Linked DNA regions of Mus musculus: regions 2 and 3 are each linked to region 1. The links are chromatin contacts, called in public Hi-C and promoter capture Hi-C maps. All regions are on one chromosome and are shown on one strand. The core of a region is the stretch at or near the end of the contact, and the rest is flanking DNA. Distances in the headings are between cores, read along the strand shown. Region 1 holds the start of Gtf2f2 (general transcription factor IIF, polypeptide 2). Region 2 holds the start of Akap11 (A kinase (PRKA) anchor protein 11). Region 3 holds the start of Med4 (mediator complex subunit 4).

The links. Promoter capture Hi-C pulls out the DNA fragments that hold promoters and counts their contacts. Hi-C and Micro-C count contacts between places; a contact is called where the count stands out from the background.
Region 2: a contact with region 1 is called in a promoter capture Hi-C map of pre-B cells, with 2.2 times the contacts expected there. The contact joins the promoter of Akap11 here to the promoter of Gtf2f2 in region 1. A contact is called at or near these places in 1 of 39 promoter capture datasets (pre-B cells) and 1 of 115 datasets of contacts at active chromatin or transcription factors (astrocytes).
Region 3: a Hi-C map of CD4 T cells shows a contact between it and region 1, with 4 times the contacts expected there. The contact joins the promoter of Med4 here to the promoter of Gtf2f2 in region 1.

The regions. Positions count from the first base shown.
Region 1 is chr14:76,009,198-76,012,276 of GRCm38.p6, forward strand. Gtf2f2 (general transcription factor IIF, polypeptide 2) reads right to left here and starts at 1,668. Exons shown (of 8, transcript NM_026816.3): 1 at 1,483-1,668. The coding sequence starts at 1,548. It overlaps Gm36429 (a long non-coding RNA gene), which reads left to right and starts at 1,549. Exons shown (of 2, transcript XR_383601.2): 1 at 1,549-1,886; 2 at 2,713-2,915.
Region 2 is chr14:78,535,252-78,538,330 of GRCm38.p6, forward strand. It overlaps Akap11 (A kinase (PRKA) anchor protein 11), which reads right to left and starts at 1,609. Exons shown (of 12, transcript NM_001164503.1): 1 at 1,461-1,609.
Region 3 is chr14:73,508,550-73,511,628 of GRCm38.p6, forward strand. It overlaps Med4 (mediator complex subunit 4), which reads left to right and starts at 1,500. Exons shown (of 7, transcript NM_026119.3): 1 at 1,500-1,636; 2 at 2,606-2,672. The coding sequence starts at 1,512.

The DNA of each region.
Region 1 (3,079 bases), core at 418-2,917:
GTGGGAAAAACAAGGAAAAGTGCTGCAGCTCACTCCACAGTGGCCATGATATAGAGGAGATACAGAGAGGGCCAGGGCAGCCCTAAGAACATACAGCCAGAATCTACTTCTTCCAACTAGGCCCCGCCCCACTACCTTTCACTACCTCCCAGAGAAGTCACATTATAAATCCACCAACAGAGTAACTAATCCCTTAATTAGATCATAGCCCTGTGACCTACTTTGCCTCCAGAAACAGCACCAGAAACACCCAGAGGTGTGTTTCATTAATCGCCCGCCGATGAAACTGACAGGACTAACTCCTACCCACTTTAGTTTGTGTCTCTTTGACATACAGCCTTTTCTTTTTCTTTTTGGTTTTTCGAGACAGGGTTTCTCTGTATAGCTCTGGCTGTCCTGGAACTCACTCACCTGCCTCTCCCTCCCGAGTGCTGGAATTAAAGGCGTGTGCCTTTTCAATTTCTTATATTCATCACATATTGGAAAAGTAATATGTGCCAAACACTAATCAAAGTGCAAAGAAAGTGACTTGGGGGTAGGGGCATCAACAATAGATACAGACAGGTACAAAGGAGCACTAGAAACTGTTCAGGGGTTTGAAGAACTTAACATAGTCTGCTGTGCTGGCAAACGACGAGAGCTGTTTCAGAGAAAAGGACAGGAAGAAACACTTTGTCTTGATGAGAACTCAGCCATGGACTTAAAACACTCATTACAAAGATAAACCATTTAAAAAACAAGTTTGGGAAACTTTCATGATCCCATTTAAATATGGTTTTTCAGAATGAGATTCCCCACAGAGCCTCCCACCCCATATAAAAAAAAGTGACCCGAATAGATGGCGACCACTGGGGCAAACGAGGTCTGCCGCATGACCACTTAAAACATTTACTGCTGGTTGGTTTCATGAATCCTAAACTCGCTCTTTAAAAACACGAAGTCAACAACTTCTCTTTGAATTCAGAACTTCTAGGTCTTTCGAAGGCTCCAATTGAATTACCAACCCAGGCAACACTAGCCGTGTAAAGCGACAGGAGTCTACATGGCGAGTTCCAGGCTAGCCAAGTCTACACAGAGAGATTGTTTCAAAACAACAGAGTACACAGGGACCAGCTCCACTTTGTGGTCCAGAAAACTGTACGGAATATCTATTCAAGTAATTTATACACGTTCATAACTAAAGTTAACCTTACCAAAAAGAAAACCGCAAGGACTTTTCCGACCTGGGGTAAATGTACTGCCCACTCGGGGACCACCGGGTCAGGACTCCAGGAAGGCCAGGTCTTGGCGGTAAAGAGAGTTAGTTCCATGGTGGGCGGATGAAATTGAGAGACGGCCTGAAAGACGCCCTGTGTCCCCTAAAGTAACTTCTCCAACCTGCAAACGGACGCAACAGCGACCCGCTTCTCAGAACAGCGGTGGCCCGAGCAAGACGGACCCAGAACTTTCGGAAGCGCCCCGCGGGGCTCGCGTCTCACTCACCTTGACCAGCCACACGCCGGTGTTCTGTTTGGCGCCCGTCAGATCGAGTTCCCCGCGCTCCGCCATGAGCTTGTCGCGTGAGGAGGCGTGCAGTGCGCGCACAAGCAGTGGTCCCGGCGCTGAAAGGCAGAGAGCGACAGTCCAGAGCCGGCCAAGGGAGTAAGTAGACCGCGAAAAGCCGGCGTCGCACACAGCCCGGGAACCAGGAACTTAGATGAGAAGAACACGCCGCCGAATGAAGAACTGCGCCTGCGCACGACTACGTCAGGACAGCGCGCCGAGAGGGACAAACTTCCTGCTCCGGCAATTTCCTAGATGGGCGTGACTCCCGGCAACGTGCAATCTTGGGATTCGAGTGCTGGGAAAGGAAGAGCCTAATCCTGAACCGTGCGTTTACAGCAAAGGTGACAAAGTGGAAAGATTAAGGTTTAGACAGACAAAAGCTGTGTGTATTTATACCCAACCCTAGATAAAGAAGCTAGGCATTTTAAGGACAGACTTGGGGGTAAAAAAAGTCACTTTCTTGGCCCAATTAACATTGGCACAAGTGGGCACTAGAGTACAAGTGAGTATGCTGGACACATGCCTTTTCGAGGCATAAAAATCAATTCACACCGTGCAAGCAGCATACACTCTTTCAGACGCCGAAACCTGAATGCCATCTAATTGAGTTGGTAAGACCCACCATGTAAGAAACAGATCTGATTATCCAACTGCCCTGCTTAAACAGTTTCCGGTTGCAGGATATTGGATCACATTATGAGCCCTGAGATTGTGAACTGGAAGAATCTGTTAATAACTGTGGCTCAGCCTTTGATCCTAGAACTTTCTGTTTACTGTAAACAAGTATAGGTAGCCTGGCTCACCCCTACCTAGCGCGCACATTAATCCAAGAGCTAAATAAAGTCAACCCTAGATCAGGCGGCAGAGCAAGTAGCCAGCTGACAAGAGAGTGAACATGAGCAAGAGAAAGGAGAGAGTTTGAGGTGAAGGGTATTTAAGAGTGCATGAAGGAGAAGGGGCTTTTCCTTCTGAGAAGTCGGTGGAGTGGGAAGGTCAGCTGAGTACTTTTTCTGCCTCTCAGAGTTAGCAGGCTTTCACCGCAGCTTCTAGCTCCTGAGTCTTCATTTGGTAATTTCCTCCCCCACTTGCCTTTGGAATGAAATTCTACCCTGTGCTTCAACTGAGTCCTTTGGGTTTGATCCTTCCTATACTCTCTGTTCCACACAGGATTCCACACCAAGCCCATCCACCTGCTTGAAGACTCCAGGACCTTCCTCTTACCATTTCAGAGCCTCTTTCAAACCAATTCCTGTGCCTTAGATGCCCTGCTTTCCCTGATCTTTACACTGGCCCTGTCCTTTGGCAAACTTCTACTTATAAACACAGACAAGTGGAAATGAAATAAAGACCACACAGAAAAGAGAGTCCCCCTAGATAAAGTTCTGTTTCCCCATATGATAGTGTGTGATGCTTAACGCTGTACCATGAGAGGCGTGTTTATCTTTGTTTTCTACACTACTGACTGAACTCCTAGACAAAAGTACTGTTTTTGCCCCAGATTTGCTGAAGCAGAATGGACAAATACAAAATAGTG
Region 2 (3,079 bases), core at 359-2,858, 2.5 Mb after region 1:
ATTACCTAAGTAATTGCTCCATCCAAAGTTACTTCAATTGCTTTCCAAACACAAGACAAAGCAACCATTGCTCTAAAAGTCTGAAACCCTTGCCACAACTTAGAAAGACTAGCAACAAAGATGAGTGGAAGGGAACTTTTGCTAACTCCTTTGCCCACTCACCTAAGTTTTTCATATCTCCCTGTGTGACTAGAATTCCCCTATTTATAGCTGGAAATTTCCCTTTACACAACCTGCTGCATTATGATCGGAATTGGCTGAGTTCCTTTCCCAGACACTAAGTCTTTGGAATTAAAATAAAATGTACCATCCTTTCTCCCAAAGGATTTTCTTCTGTTTCCCTGACGAAGCCCTGGAATTCAGAGGCTTGAGAAGGCTAGCAAATCTCTCACTACAGTTCTGGGCCTCCAACTTCAGAATCTTCAACAACTGAGAAACATCACTGGGCACAGAGTATATACTGCCAATTCCTTTCCAGGCAGATCAGTTGAGCAGTTCTGTAGCTATCTACATTAGCCACAGCTCAGCTTATAAACCCACGTCTTCCCCAATTCCCTCATATCCCTTCATCCCTCATAAGTCAGTTACTAACTACACAACTAATTGCTTAATTTACTGCCAACCTATGATTCACAATCCTGCCTGGAAAACACAATCAAGTATGAATAACCAGGTTATTCCTTGAAAAAAATGCTTCTATAGTTTGAAAGATTAGGTGGGACTATTGAAAATGACATCAATCATACTAGGCTGCCTTTTACCAGCACACACACCAACACATACACACACACACACCAAGCAAACACAAAGACATTAAAACAAAATCACCTTTGCATGAATAAATACTCCATCTTTCCTGATGCCCTTATTTTATATATTTTCATACATAACAAAATTGAGTACCAATATAAATAACACTGCTAACAAGGTGAGAAAGATGCAAAGGAAAACAAGCGATTTAGAAGCAAATGGATAATCACAAGGCTATAAAAGAACTGCGAATATTAACTCCAGTATGCGCCAAGGCCATTAGCGATGTGTCTCAGCAGTATTGCTCACCGCAAAATGCCTTAATGCCTAAAGCTAAGCCACCTCCAACTAATAGGGTTTTTTTTTCTTTTCTTTTCTTTTTAAAGACCGTAGGCAGAGCTAAAGGACTGTCACCAAGCTATACCAGGGGTTTAGACTGTACTGTCACTGTGGTCTGGCCAGCCCATTTTCTATTTGATAGCGCAATTCGGATGCTTGGCCAGCCTGGAGGCGACGTGACAGCGATGCAAACAGCGGCATCTGGGGTTAGGGCAGCGCCGGGGACCTGGGTTCGGACGCTGACAGGGAAGGATGCTGCTGCGGAGGACAAAGTGCACCGTCCTCCCGCCCGCGCCCCACGCAGCGAGGCCACGGCGCCCGGCCGCAGTCTGGACCCGGCCCTCTGGCTCCCGGTTCCCTGCCCCGCTCACCAGGCGGCACAGCCTCTCAGCTCCCGGGCATGTCAGCCTCCCGTCACGGCCCGCAACGCCCGGTGGCGCGAGCCGCAGCGCAGCGGCGCTCCCCCTCGCCCGCCCCAGCCCGCGACGCCACCGCCGCCGCCTCCCCACGCCGCCCACTCACTCTCGCGAGAGCCGTCGCACCTCTCGCGAGAACGACCCCGTGGCCGAGCCCGCGCAAAAGGAACAAGGGGTGGGGGGAAAATATCTTCCCACGTGCTCTGGAGGGCAAAGCTGCGGGTCGCCCGTCACGTGACGCGGAGGCGCCCTCTCCATTGGCCAGGCGGCCCTCGGCCCGTGGGAGCTTTAAACCTCGAGCTGACCTACGAACTCTCGGCTGACGTCTTGCGCGCTTCCTGGTGCGTTGCCTTGGGAACGGCTTAACCCTTTCCTCTGGCAAGCGCCCGAGCCCAGGATGCTGGCATCCCATCCGCCACCCTTAGACCTTCCTGGGGCTGGTTTCCCACAGCCAGTGGCAGCCCACGACATCAGGGGTCCAGACACAGCCCATCCTTCAGAATGGGTCTGCCCGGTTCCCAACATCATCAGGGGAAACCACTGAGGAAGCCTTGGGCCCAATCGGAACCTCTGGAGTCAGTCTAAAGGGCAGTGCACTTCCCAACCCCACGGGCCATTGAAATTGGAAAATAAGGCTTTGACCACCAAGAAGCCTAGCCTTGGGTGACAAGCTGTGTGATTCCTGTTTAAATCAGAGGAATCGGTGCAGTCATGTTGCATGGTCTCCTCAAGGACATACGGTCCTCAAACTGGCCGAGAGATGAGAAGGACATTTTGAAGTAGATGCTCCTTATTTGTTTTATCCTCTTTAGGGGAGAGAGACAAGAAAGAGTACAGTCATATCTTCGTTCTCTTCAACAGCTTTTGGCTGCTTTCCTTACACGTTTTAGGCATAATTCCAGGTTGTCTATTGAACACTATGAAGACAAATAGATTAGGTTGTTGAGAGCTGGGGCCGGGTTGGGGGAGGGGGTGGATATCTGTAGGTGTTAACTCGCAGATTATCATCATCTGATGGTGGTGGTTACAATTGGGCCACTGCTTGGGGGTGGTGCCCTTGTGGGAGGAAAGATTCAGGCAGTGATTTGGATAGCAGCCCTACATCGCTAGCAGAAAGTAGAATAATTCACAAGCCCCAAATCCGGATCTAATCTAGCACATTTGAATAACAAGAAATAAACTTGGGATGATAATAGAGGCTAGATCCCTTACTGCTTCATCAACCAAGAAAAGAACTGGGAGTTTAGTCTACAATGAAAAGCTTTGACCTCTTAAAGGGGGGAACAATAACAATTAGTTTAAAAAAAAAAACAAAAAACTAGTAAGCTCTTCCCTGTAGAGAGTGAATTTTACGGAAGCTGAAACAACAAGGAACTCGTCCAGGTAAAAGACAATCCTGTGAGAACCAATTTCCAATGACCTTGACAGTCTCCAAAATGTGTTAAGTCAGAGCCCTAAGCGCTGGCTGCTGACTTGTATTTAAAATATGTAGATTTTTTTTTTTTTTTATCATTTTGTTGTTTTAAACTACTTGAGAAGCGAATGGCCTGAGAGGCCTCTTGCCTTTGGCTTTC
Region 3 (3,079 bases), core at 250-2,749, 2.5 Mb before region 1:
TCTCATTATGGATGGTTGTGAACCACCATGTGGTTGCTGGGATTTGAACTCAGGACCTTTGGAAGAGCAGTTAGTGCTCTTAACCTCTGAGCCATCTCTCTAGCCCTACACTATTTTCTTGAATGACAGTTTACACTATTGATTCATTCATTTCAACAGTCACCTTGAATAAAGAGCAGAGCAGTTTGTTGGAAGATATACAGGCCTAAAGATGAGTTCCGAAAACCAAGAAGGTAACCCAGCTAAATGCCATCTGATAGGGGGTACGGTTAGCACATACAGGAAGTATTATTCAGACTTCAAGGGAGGGGTATTCTGGCACCTATTCCAATGTACATGAACCATGATAGCATTATGCTAAATGAATCAGCCTGCTATAGGGGCTCAGCATTCAGTAGGCTGTAATGAGAAAGTGAGTTCCTTCTTAGTTTAGGACTAGTTTACACAACAAGATTCGGTCTGAAAAGAAGGAAAGAAAGAAAGAAAGAAAGAAAGAAAGAAAGAAAGAAAGCAAGCCAACCAAACAAAGCCCAAATCCCCCAAAACCAAAAAATAATAACAAGCAAACCCCCAAGCCCCAAACTAGAACATGTGATTCTACTCATTCAAAATGCATAGAATAGCCAGACAAACAGAAAGTACAGTGTGGTTTTCAGGAACGGGAAGTCAGACCTTCATGAGCACACCTTTTTTACATTTTACAAGTTGAAGAGTTTTGGGGATGTTATTTAGCCGCAATTTTTTGTTTGTTTGTTTTGTTTTGAGACGAGGTTTCTCTGTGTAACCCTGGCTGTCCTGGAAGTCACTCTGTGACCAGGCTAGTCTCTAACTCAGGAGATCTGCCTGCCTCTGCTTCCTTGAGTGTTGGGATTAAAGGCATGCCTCACAACTGCCTTGCTTAACAGCAATTTAGTGGCAGTGAACCCTACACATACAATGGTTAAGATACTGAATTTTAGTAGCGGGGCATGGTGGTACACCCCTTTAACCCCAGGACTCGAGATGCAGGCAGATCTCTTGAGTTCGAGACCAGCCTGGTCTATAGGCCAATTATATGTATTTTGCTACCAAACAACGGAATGGGGAGGGAAGAAAAGATTTTACTTCCTGCTCTAAGTTTACTACAACTTCACGAGAGACCAAACTTGATGGCTGGGATTTTATCGGAATACAGACAAAATAGAAGTTAATAATTATGTAATTTCCCCAGTTTAAAAAAAAAATCTTTTGTTAGAAGCCTTCCACTGATGCTGAGGAAATAAAACCCAGGAGACTGGGAACTGCATCTCTCATCCTGGGTCCGGTTGGAGCATGTCAGATTGGAACGAGTCACAAGCCCTCCTTTGCCCTGTAGATGGCGCTAGAACTGTAGTGCACCTCCAGGCACATAGGCGGCGCTCTAGCCGGACCTCTCCGTCCCGACCTCTATTACTCTTCTTTCCTTCTTCCGGTTCCGCCCCTCCTGTGGCTAGCTCACACTGCGCATGCGACGGCTGGTGGTCAGCGGGGCGATGGCGGCTTCTTCAAGTGGTGAGAAGGAAAAGGAGCGGATGGGAGGCGTTTCGGGAATGGCCGGCCTTGGCAGTACGCGAGAGCGGCTTCTGTCTGCGCTGGAAGATCTGGAGGTCTTGTCGAGGTAACCGCGGCCCGGGAGCCTGCTCCGGCCGGCTCGGCTGTGGGCGCTGACTTGGGTAGGCGGGCTTGGGAGGCTCCGTTGGACGTGGGGTCTAGGGCCTTCGGGGGCTTTGGGCCGCATTTCCCCGCCAAGGGGACATCTCAGTCACATGACCTGGAAACCAAGGCAGTCAAAACTTTAGTAGCCGGTAAGAGGGGCAGATCCGAGCCCCCTCAGTCATTGACACGCAACAGACATTTAAAAGCACGCTTCCCCCCAGTAGTCAAGGGGAGGCTAGATGCCAACACGAAGGAGCCCAGGGTGACAGGAGAGACAAATGTGTTAAAACGCTATGGACCAGATTTCTAAGGGTTGAGCCGCAGCCTCCTGCAGTCCACCGATGGGATTCCTATTCTGGTGGTAGCAGGGCACACGTCCCCAAGAAATGGGCTGCTAGTCAAATCAGATTTGTTAGGCGTCTGATAGATAGCCCATCATCTGAAAAAGCCTGGAAACATCAGGCAGGGCACAGTGGGGTTGGCTGGTGTGTGGCCGAGATAGAGTAAATTGGATGTCACACTCCACATCGTCGTGATAGTCTTAAATCTATCAGTTGAAGTCTTATCAAGGGAAGGCAGCCATGGCCACCGTCTTACAAGAAAACATAATTTACACAAATGGCAGCACTATTGGCCTACAGACCTACATAGTTGAGTCAGGAGGTTTTCTTGTAAATCACAGCTGAGTCTTTATCACGTGCAGTTAGCCAGCGAATGCTGAAGTGTTTGTAGTCACCATGAGAGTCCAGCATGTTAGGAGGACCATAAACCCAACAATCGGTTGGGGCAGGGAGCAATTTAAACAGTTTCTTTTGTGTTTCTACTGTGTTATGAAAAGGTTTCACTAGATATCTGAGGCTGGTCTGAGTCCTCCCAAACACTGAGTTTACAGGCAAGTATCACCATACCGTGATGGGTGTTTTTCTTTTAGGGAACTCATAGAAATGCTTGCAATTTCAAGAAATCAGAAGCTATTACAGCTGGAAGAGGAAAACCAGGTAAACTTTTTGTTGTTGTTTGTTTGTTTTTTATTAAAAAGTTATTAATGCCGGGCAGTGGTGGCTCGCACCTTCAATCCCACCACTTGTGGGGGAGTGGCAGGTGGATCTCTGACTTCCAGGTCTACAGAGGGAGTTCTAGGGCAGCCAGCACAGATAAACCCTTTCTTGAAAAAAAAATAAGAGAGATAAGTTAATGTTTGAAAGTTCATATTTATTTTGTGTGAGAGTAGGGATGCTTCTTGAAGTCTTTTAAGTTGATACTTAAAAAAAAAAAAAAAAAAGCATTATTTTATTTTTGGGTTTTTCTGAGATTGTCTCACTGCCTGTTCTGTAATTCCGTAGACCAGGCTGGTCTCAAACCCACAGCCCTTGGCCTGCCTCTGCCTCCGAGTTCTGGGATTAAT